3 separate regions of the Danio rerio genome follow, and regions 1 and 3 are each linked to region 2. The links are chromatin contacts, called in public Micro-C maps. All regions are on one chromosome and are shown on one strand. Each heading gives the region's core, a stretch centred on a gene start, on an enhancer-like site or on the middle of the called end of the contact. The rest is flanking DNA. Distances are from core to core; before and after follow the strand shown. Region 1 holds the start of vcam1b (vascular cell adhesion molecule 1b). Region 2 holds the start of zbtb37 (zinc finger and BTB domain containing 37). Region 3 overlaps cdc14ab (cell division cycle 14Ab).

Region 1 (3,419 bases), core at 137-2,636, 140 kb after region 2:
ACACTATGGCGTTGGCGTGATTCTTCGTCACATTGTCAAAGATCAGGACAGTTTCTTTATCCCCCGTCTTTGGAGTGGCAAAAATCGGTTTGTCTCCTAACGCGGTCCAGACAAACTTCACCTTCTCTGGGCAAGATAACATCCTGCATCTCAGCTCATTCCTGTCGCCCACTTTAAATTGAACACTGCGCGGCAGCTCCAGCGTGTGGGAAACAACTAAAAGACAAACATTTTTCCAGTTCCAACATCAATCATTTATGTTCAACAAGCACTGATTATTATGATTTATAATTTATACATTTGCATATCTGACTAAAATACAGAGTTTGAATATGGAAATAAAATATTTGCATAACTAATTAAATCATGAATGTAAAAATTTTGCACAATTCATGCTTGTTCAGTTGCACTGTAAAAAAACGTCTCAAATGTGCATATGCAGTTCAGCTACAGAAATAAAAATGCAATATGTACATACTTGTGCATACAAAAGTCTGTAAAGAGTAAAGATGTTTTTAAAATTCACAAGTAGCTACAAAGAAATGAAAAGTTCAACATTTAAGAATTAACATTATGAGAACAAAATGTATATTTTCTTTCTGAAATGTTGTTTGTTTTATTTACAACTTTTACAACTAAGAAATTATGTTTTACAATGTTTAGTTGTGGAAAATGTAAAGATCACATGGCAATTCTCTGATTTTCTGAAATGACTGGATTTGTTAGTTGTGGGTTTGAGTGGAAAAAAATAAAAAATATATATATATATTGGTCAAATTGGTTAAAAATTGGTTAAAAATCAGTGCTATTCTGAATATTGATTTATAAACTCATCTGTAATTAAAACAGGTAATGTGTTGGCTAGGGATTAAAACTATTTTTTATAATCTAAATATTATTTTCTTTTATTTTCGAGAATGTCAATTTATGCAAAAATTAAATAAATAAATACAATTATTTGAATGTAATCAATTATCATAACTTCTAATCATAATCAATATTAATAATTATATTAATCATATTTTTCTCCATGTGGAAAATACAAGCAAGGGGTTAATTATTAAAAAGTTATACAACAAAGCAATTTTTATTATAATAAAAAGGTAAACATTTAAAAAATAATAATAATAACAACAACAACAACAATACCAATAATAATATAACTGCATTAATAAAATCAGCCATATAAAGTCTAAGAAACTGACCAAAAGAAATGTTAAGCAAGACTAAAATATGTTAAGATATACATGTTGCCTAATAGCATATGCAGTTAAATTACTAACAGATGAAACTTACCTGCAACTGGCAAAAGCAAAGTCAGCAAGAAAGCTGTATCCATGTTGTATACTTATGAAGAATTTTTCCAAGTGCTCCAAGGGAGTGAAAATGAGTTAGTGATCTTGCTTTCATTCAGCTCTGGATCTCATTTATATGAGAAGGGGGTGGGATAGTAGCCCTAAATAAGCCATGAAGGAATTCCCCATCCCTCAATCCTTTGTTTGGACCAAGAAGAGAGGCGAGCAGAAGTTCTCCATCCACCACAGGCTCCCTCTGCTGTCCTGACAGGGTTTCCAGGAAATCACTGTGTACACTCTGAAGATAACATTTCCTTTATGAATTAGCGAGTGGCGACACATTAAAACAACTTCCAACGCTTTTTTTTACAAGCTTGGGGAAATTATTTTGTTTTCCCTGAAATGCTTGATCTAAAAGAAAGTAGCTTGATGGATTGAGGAGGGGGCTATTGTATAAATATGAATTAATTTAAGTGTATAACATGAGGCCTATATAGAAAAAAAAACATTTGCTTATGTACGTTAAGAATAGTAAAAAGTGTATTGTGTGTGACATTACCATATAACAGCTAGTAGGCGCAAAACCTCGACGGTAGACTATAATTCTGCAAAAGAAGACATAAAAACATGATAAAGCCTAATAAAAATAAATGATATGTTTTATTTTGTGTCTAATGTGAGTTTGAATCTCACTTGCAAGTTGCCATACTTAAACCTCTATATACGGTGTGTAGACTGACCTGTATGGACATGAAGGCGACAATGGATAATTTACCTCAGATCTAAAAATACATTAAAACAACCATGAATGTTAACATGTTCGACTCAGTGTTATCCAGCAAGTGTTTTCATGATGAGGAATGCATAAGTGACACGATGTGTGTTTTTAATCATGTTAAAATGCTCTGTATATGAATTATTAGATAATGTAGGTTACTTATCCGTTTCCCTGCGACGTGCAGTCAGTGCGCCTGCTGATAGCTCCGCCCACACGCTCTTCTGATTGGCTGGGATTTTGGATTGATTTGTGGAGTCTCGCAACATTGTGGGGTCTGGTGTGCCCTTTGGACAGCCGAATATGCTTGAATCTTTACCTGGTTATATATACTGTGTAAACTTAGAAATATCTTGACAGACATTTTTACACTAAACTAATAATTTTGTTAATGATATAGCTCTGAAAACATATAAAAGTTATATGCTTTATAATATTTAATGTTTCCAGTTGATGAATGATCAGAATACATCCTGCTTTAATGGGATATGTTCTCACAAAAGGAAAATAACCTCATCACGTAGTTTTAACATCTATTAATGCTATTAATGTTTAACGTCTAATTCTTCTTTAAAACACAAAAGAAGATATTTTGAAGAATGCTGTTGCTGGGATGCCTTGACTTAAAAATATGGGAATATGGAAGTCATTGGGTGCCAACAAGTTCTTTTGTGTTTAAGAGAAGAAACAAATATAAAGAAACGTAAGGGTGAGCCAATGACAACAGAATGTAACTACAAGCAATTTTAAACAAAGAACAAAACTGAATGACACAGTTAAATTCAACAAAGCTGTCGGCTGCTAATAATTTTTTATGAAAGATACGAGTTGCAAATATTGTTATACGATAAAACGAATAATGACAAGACTGAAATCGCTTTCAGATTTTCTTTTTCAATTGACGTACAGTAAAAACCATGTCAGCCAATCAGAATTCGCCAAACTCAAAAGATGGCAAGCATTTAAGGGTCTCATAAAGTGCTTTGAATTGTGGATTATTGTTCGATACATAATGTAATCGCAATTGAAACATGAAGACAAGGCGGGACTTACAGTAGCCCCTCCCCTTTTAAAAACAGCCAATAGCGTTTCTGTTTTATCCCAGCTCTGCCAGTGAGAGTGGTTAAGCTCAAGCAGGACAAATTAAAACCAAATGAGAAGCATCTTCCAAAGGGCGGGGCATCCCAGACACTAGAGAGCATTTGATAGGTCAAAAGATTTGATGAGAAACTGAAGTATGAAAAAATGTTGATTCATTTAGGCAGAAGTGACAAACTGCAAGTTTTGGAGGTTTATTTCTTCTAAATGTGAATTTTGTCACTGTTTTGGAGCACACTACAGCTTATACT
Region 2 (3,216 bases), core at 146-2,645:
GTTCTGTCAGCGGTACAATTGTAAGGTTTTTTTATTTGCTCAGCAAGTGTGACTGACCAATATTTATTTGAAACGATCTATAGGTATTAAAGAAATTAAAGGGTTGTAATTGTAAACTTTTGATTACAACTATGTTTGGGATGCCTTACCTGTGAGGTGGGATGTCTCTGATCGTCAACTCTTCCTGGAGACTCACTCTTGGCTCTCTGGCGATCAGCCATGACCACCACACTACCTGTTGGACTAAACCTGAGGAAAAAAACAAGTACAGGTTCACAATTTTACCAAACAAAACAGAAAAAGTGTTATTGAGCTAAGTGAAATACATTTAAGTACTGTGTCTTGACGTTCCTTAACATAAAAGAAAGTTTGTATCTACATCGATAAGATTCTTATACAAAAAAAAAAACTTTTAAAATTGAACGTGAACTTCCTTTAGATGCCATACACACCTCTCTGTTTCACTGAAGCTACTGGACGGCTGGGAACTTTTCCCACCTCTTCCTCCTTCCTGCACTAGTGTGCTACGTCCTGAGGTGTCAATCATTACTGTCGGCCCCTCCTCTGCCCCACTGCCTTCCTCCGCTGAAGCCTGGGTCTCTGCCCCCATCCACTCATCCATCCTTTCTGTCTTAATCCGAAACCCATCAACCATCCGCACGTTCTCCTCTCCTCCTCTCTCTGCCTCAGGTCCTGTTTCAACATACCATTGCCCGGCTCGGTTAATTCGAAGAATGGGTTCTTTTCCAGATCCTACCTCCTCGGAGCCAATGCCACTGTGCTCCACTATTTGAGGGCTCATGGACTCCCCAGGGGGACTAATCTCTCGAACTTCCCTCACATCGCGGATGCTGATCACCCCAGTGTTGCCAATCAACCGGGAGCTTGTGAGTCTGGGACTCAAGGAGCGGGACCCACTTAGTGTCGTCCCACCTCGTCCCGACTCAATGGTTTGGTTGGTGGTTCTATGAGCTCCATTCCCGAGCTCCTCTTCCACATCTGATAGGCTGATTTTAAAGTGGATGCCTTCCAAAATCTGTGTGCAACGATCAATAATATGCTGCATTTGGAGGAAGCTGGCAGCCGTCAGGTAACTGATGATATCGGCAAGTTGCAAGCATAATCGTCCTGTGTAGCAGAACGAAAGGAGCTGCTCGAATACGGTTGGGTTCCGGATGACTGATATGGACACGGTGCTCATCTCACTCAGTGACATGTGGTCCCTGAAGTAGGGGGAGCTGGCGGCAAGGACCACCTTGTGGGCACGAAAACTGTGGCCCTGAACATTGACAACAATGTCACATAGACGACCCTGTATTCGCAACTGGTTCAAGTGCGACAGGACGGAGTTGCTGAAGTCCGGAATATCAAGTTGGATGCTTCCTGCTCGTTCCATGCGGGCTGCCTATTGCGCTGCTTTTCAAAGCTGCGGACAAATAAAAAGAAGTTCAGGTTATTGGATTAAGTCTGTAAAGCTGTAAAGTTCTTTAAAAATGCAATATAATAGAGACACGTTTTGCATTGCGACAAAAGATGTGCAATTTTCATTTCATTTCATCTCCTTCGGCTTAGTCCCTTTATTTATCAGGGGTAGCCACTGGGAAATAAAACTTATCCAGCATATGTTTTACGCAGCCAATAACCTTCCAGCCGCAACCCAGCAATGGGAAACACTCATACATTATGGCCAATTTAGCTTATTTAATTCACCTATACCACATGTCTTTGGACTGTGGGGGAACCGGAGCACCCGGAGGAAATGCACACCAACACAGGGAGAACATGCAAACTACACACAGAAATGTCAACTGGTCCAGCCGGGACTTGAACCACTGACCTTCTTGCTGTGAGAACACCTAGCCACTGTGCTGCCCTCATGCCAAATTTATATACAGAGAAAACCACAAATTAATTATTCAAAGGCTGTTTCCCAAAGAAAAGTGTGGGACCAGCTGACAATAGTTAATGCGGACGTGTTCAGGGAAACTTGTCTGAAGTTTTGTTCAAGTAGCTCTAACTCACAGAGTTCATCAGAGTCAACTGGTGCACATGTACACATAAAAATGTAAACTGTCTATAAAATCACATTTTAGTAAGACATGTCAAACTCTTTTTGTTTTTTTAACGCGTTTAAATATCCAAGTAAAGTAAACATAATTCATACATTTAATCTGGGGTTTTTAAAAAAACGTCCTGCCGTTATCAGCACACAATGAATCTTGGGACGTTTGAGGCAGCAAAGGGTCCACCGGTCGTGTTCTTTAATGTATGGAAAACTAAGTACGCATTTGGAGGCGGTATTTGAAGGAGCTTTCAAATTTTTTTGAAATGAGATGGTCTTCTTCATGCCATTCTTCTTATGGATACATTTCCTTTTTCCACTTCCTGTTAACTCTTATGACAATGTATATTTGCTCCCCACAAGTTTTCAGTCCATATCCAAAATTTCACAAAAAGTGAAAGCTAACTTTTCGGAGTGCTGTCAGCCAGATTGAATATAGTCACTATTTTTGCAGCATCTGCACACTACATCTTTAAGAGCTGACCAGATTTTTTGTAACACCTCAGATTACATGTAGCATGCTGAAAAGCTTAAAACAATGGTTATTACATGGCTGAATGATGATAACTACACACATGCTTTAACAACAGCAATGACAACAACCTGTTTAAAAGTTTATGAAATTACAAAGACAACCCTTGTCATTTAATAGCATTCAGCATTCATGAAAAATAAAACTGGAGCATTTCAGTTATAACAATGCAATGCAACGTATGACCCATTTTTCTTGAAGAAAAGTTACATCTGAAGTGAGATGCGACAAAGATTTCCCTCACCTTTTAGATTTCAGGCACAAAAATCTCCACTATATTTTTCGGCACTCTTGCACTTCTTTATGGCTACAACCCACAGCTGTTAGACAGCAAAGTTGCCATTTTTGCATTGCATAGGTCAGTAGGATTGGTTCGCAGTGTTACTTTGTCTCTCTCTGTTTTTGACATAGTATCGGCCGACGGCGCAGGGCAGCTGTAACCGGCGGCGTGGCACCTCAGTTCGGTTCCAGTAACACACTGCAGCGCGGTGATGCGATGAAGCCTACCCGAAAAACACGCACACACCCCGGCGCAGAGCAAGCAGGGAGGTGCCTTACCCCGGTCCACGCCAAATTTATATTTACACAAAAATACAACCCAAAATACGGTTTTCCTTTTACG
Region 3 (3,065 bases), core at 310-2,809, 190 kb after region 2:
CGACTACGTATAGAAGTATAAATACAAGACAGGCATCGTGGATCACGTTGATCACTTGGCACAGAGGTATAAATCAGTCTTAAAGCTACCCTGGCTCTGATCTTTACTTTAACCCATGTAGTTACCTCATATAACCTAGTACTTTCTAAGAACACTGTAAAATAAAGTGAAATAATAAATAATAAAAAATAAACTAAAATGAGAAAAATACATTGCAATAAAAATTACCAATTGCATAAAAGAGATATTTATTGTAATTTGCAACAACATATTTTTTTTACAATTACCAGATTGCTTTTGAAAATGTGCTTATTTTTTGTATAAATGCAAGTTTATATCGTTCACAATGAAGCTTTTTACAGAAATTGCAACATTTTAGAGAAGACACAAACCATCTCAATGTGACTTAAAACTGCTAAATTATGAATCACACAATTTATATGACTTTTTCCTCTTAAACGTTAATCTCTCATGATGTTACACTCAATACTTATGTATAGTATAGTATACTTAAAATCAACAAGCTTTTATTTGCAGTATTTATTTAAGTTTAACACAATGTGACTTAACATGTGAAACATTAATTGTGAAAATGTCATTTTTGCACAAATATATTTATTATTATTAAAAGTATTAGCATTGTTATTATTATTATTATTATTATTATTATTATTATTATTGGGATGCTTCGATTGATCAGCTGGAGATCGGTATGGGCCGATAATCCCATTTTATGACTCGATCGGTACTTGCCAATCTAGCAGATCTCATGAACCGATAGCAGGCGATTGTGTACAGCTTTACATGCAGTGAAAAAAAATGTGTTCTGTGTTTGACAACATTGCAAGTTTCATTGTTTCATTGAAGTTTCAAACTTCAATAAAAAAAACCATTAAAATATATATTCTTAAACCTGAATATTTCATAATATACCTTTTTGTAATATACTTATTGGAACAATAAGCCTCTAATTGCATTATGAAGCTTAAAGCATCAGAATCGGTACTCAGTATCGGCCAATCACTATGAAAAGTAATAGGTGCAAATCCTGATCTGAGCATCCCTAATATATATATCCAAATATTGAGACATTGTAACCATTTTTCCACTATGCAGCAGAACTAGGAGTATTTTTGTTCTGTTGAACAAGGCATTTTGAAGAAAGCTGGAAACCGTTGAGTTCCATAGTATTTGTTTTTTTTCTACTAGGAAAGTCAATGGTTATATATTCCCAACATTCTTCAAAATATCTTCTTTTGTGTTCAACAGAATAAAAACACTCAAACTGATCAGAAAAAAAAACAAATACGAGCAACAAAGAATTTTCATTATTTGGGTGAACCCTCCCTTTAGCTTCCCGTTAAGATTCTGCTCCGTGAACTCTTGGTTACGAGCCCAGATGTTTAACCATTAGACAAACCCAAACAACTAACCAAAACAAAACGACTGCTCTCATGTCAGCAAATAGGGCATTAACTCCTCGCCTCCAGCTCAGAGAGAGGCAGAAGTGGTGATTAGATCATTACCAGGCATGGGTGTTTATCACACTCACAGATGCTGCGTGTGACTCATGCAATTAAAGAGCTGTTAAAACAGGCTGTTAATGAGAGCCGGAGGGGAGTCACATACATCTGTCTCAAAGAAACTGCAAATTACACAAGAGCCTGCATGTCCAGAGCTTTGCAGACAGGGGATGCTGCAATAAATTACATTTAAAAGGAAATACAATGCAACTTTCAGTGCAGCTTTGTTTTGGGCTGTGGCACCATGTCAAACATGCGATTAAAGATGTATCCTCCTTTTAGTCTGCTCAGTGTTTAACATCGGTCGTGGAAATTCAGTTTTTGAGTGCGTGAATGTCAGGAAAAAGTCAGGGAATTCGACATTTAGCCAAGAGTGTGAACACTGGTAAGCTCTAAAAGGGTTTGCTTTTGGTAAGAGGTGTCACATGACAGATCAGTTCATGTACAGTTGAAGTCAGAATTATTAGCCCCCTGTATTATTAGCGCCTCTGTTTATTTTTTCTCCCCAATTTCTTTTTAATGGAGGGAAGATTGTTTCAGCACATTTCTAAGCATACTAGTTTTAAAAACTTTTTTCATATAACAGATTTATTTTATCTTTGTCATGATGACAGTAAATAATATTTTACTTGATATTTTTCAAGATACTTCTATACAGCTTAAGGTGACATTTAAAGGGTTAACTAGGTTAATTAGGTTAACTAGGCAGGTTAGGGTAATTAGGCAAGTTATTGTATAACAATGGTTTGTTCTGTAGACTATCGGAAAAAAAATTAGCTTAAAGGGGCTAATAATTTTGACCCAAAAATGGATTTAAAAAAATTAATAACTATTTATTAAAATAAAACAAATAGAAGAAAAAATATTATCAGACATACTGTGAAAATTTCATTGCTCTGTTAAACATCATTTGGGAAATATTTAAAAAAGAAAATCAAAATCAAAAGGGGGCCAATAATTCTGACTTCAACTGTACTTCCTCTGTCACTTGCAGTTTTTAGAACGGTGGTGATTTAGTTTAACCATTTCCTTTTGAAAACCCACTAATTCTCTTTTTAAATGGTCTTGAAATGATCTCTGACTTCATATCCGAGGACATCATCTTTATGTCTGCCCAGATGACAGCGATGTTATCATCCACTGTTGCTAGTTTCGGGTTTTCCTCTTGTCCGCCACTACAATCCCCTTGTTTCTCAGCCATGACAGTACCCACTTAGTTATCAAGTTATATCACATTTTCTGCTTTCCCGAACTTCAATCAAGAAATAAGTTTTAATTTGAATCAAATTGGGGGAAAACTCAAAGAGAATGGGAGACGAGAGCAGCCATGTGCTTCAGTTTACTACCGAAAGTCCTCCAGTTTATGTACTTCCTGCTTGCATATCCAGATATAAAAAGGTGTACATTTTTCAAAATGTATGCTCATCTTGTCATTTACATTAAGTATTTTTTACTCAATCTTCCAAAAACCCACATAAATAGAGACCAAATATAAAACCTTCTTCAACCAACATAATATCAAATGTGCCAAGTTTGTATGTT

What was found. Hi-C and Micro-C count contacts between places; a contact is called where the count stands out from the background.
Region 1: a contact with region 2 is called in a Micro-C map of caudal fin, with 3 times the contacts expected there. The contact joins the promoter of vcam1b here to the promoter of zbtb37 in region 2. A contact is called at or near these places in 1 of 18 Hi-C or Micro-C datasets (caudal fin) and 1 of 4 datasets of contacts at active chromatin or transcription factors (embryo).
Region 3: a contact with region 2 is called in a Micro-C map of caudal fin, with 5 times the contacts expected there. The contact joins the enhancer-like site here to the promoter of zbtb37 in region 2. A contact is called at or near these places in 2 of 18 Hi-C or Micro-C datasets (caudal fin and hematopoietic stem cells).

Annotation. Positions count from the first base shown.
Region 1 is chr22:15,891,754-15,895,172 of GRCz12tu, forward strand. It overlaps vcam1b (vascular cell adhesion molecule 1b), which reads right to left and starts at 1,387. Exons shown (of 10, transcript NM_001083835.1): 1 at 1,297-1,387; 2 at 1-216. The coding sequence starts at 1,339.
Region 2 is chr22:15,753,134-15,756,349 of GRCz12tu, forward strand. It overlaps zbtb37 (zinc finger and BTB domain containing 37), which reads right to left and starts at 1,396. Exons shown (of 3, transcript NM_001045160.1): 1 at 453-1,396; 2 at 150-249. The coding sequence starts at 1,396.
Region 3 is chr22:15,937,977-15,941,041 of GRCz12tu, forward strand. The region is part of intron 6 of cdc14ab (cell division cycle 14Ab); the gene reads right to left. Among named protein-coding and RNA genes, the nearest start is that of cdc14ab, 33 kb to the right of the region's middle. Within about 2 kb of position 1,560, at least 9 of the 62 cell types and tissues checked have an H3K27ac peak or open chromatin away from gene starts, as enhancers often do. A contact at or near this core is called in caudal fin, where this site is marked.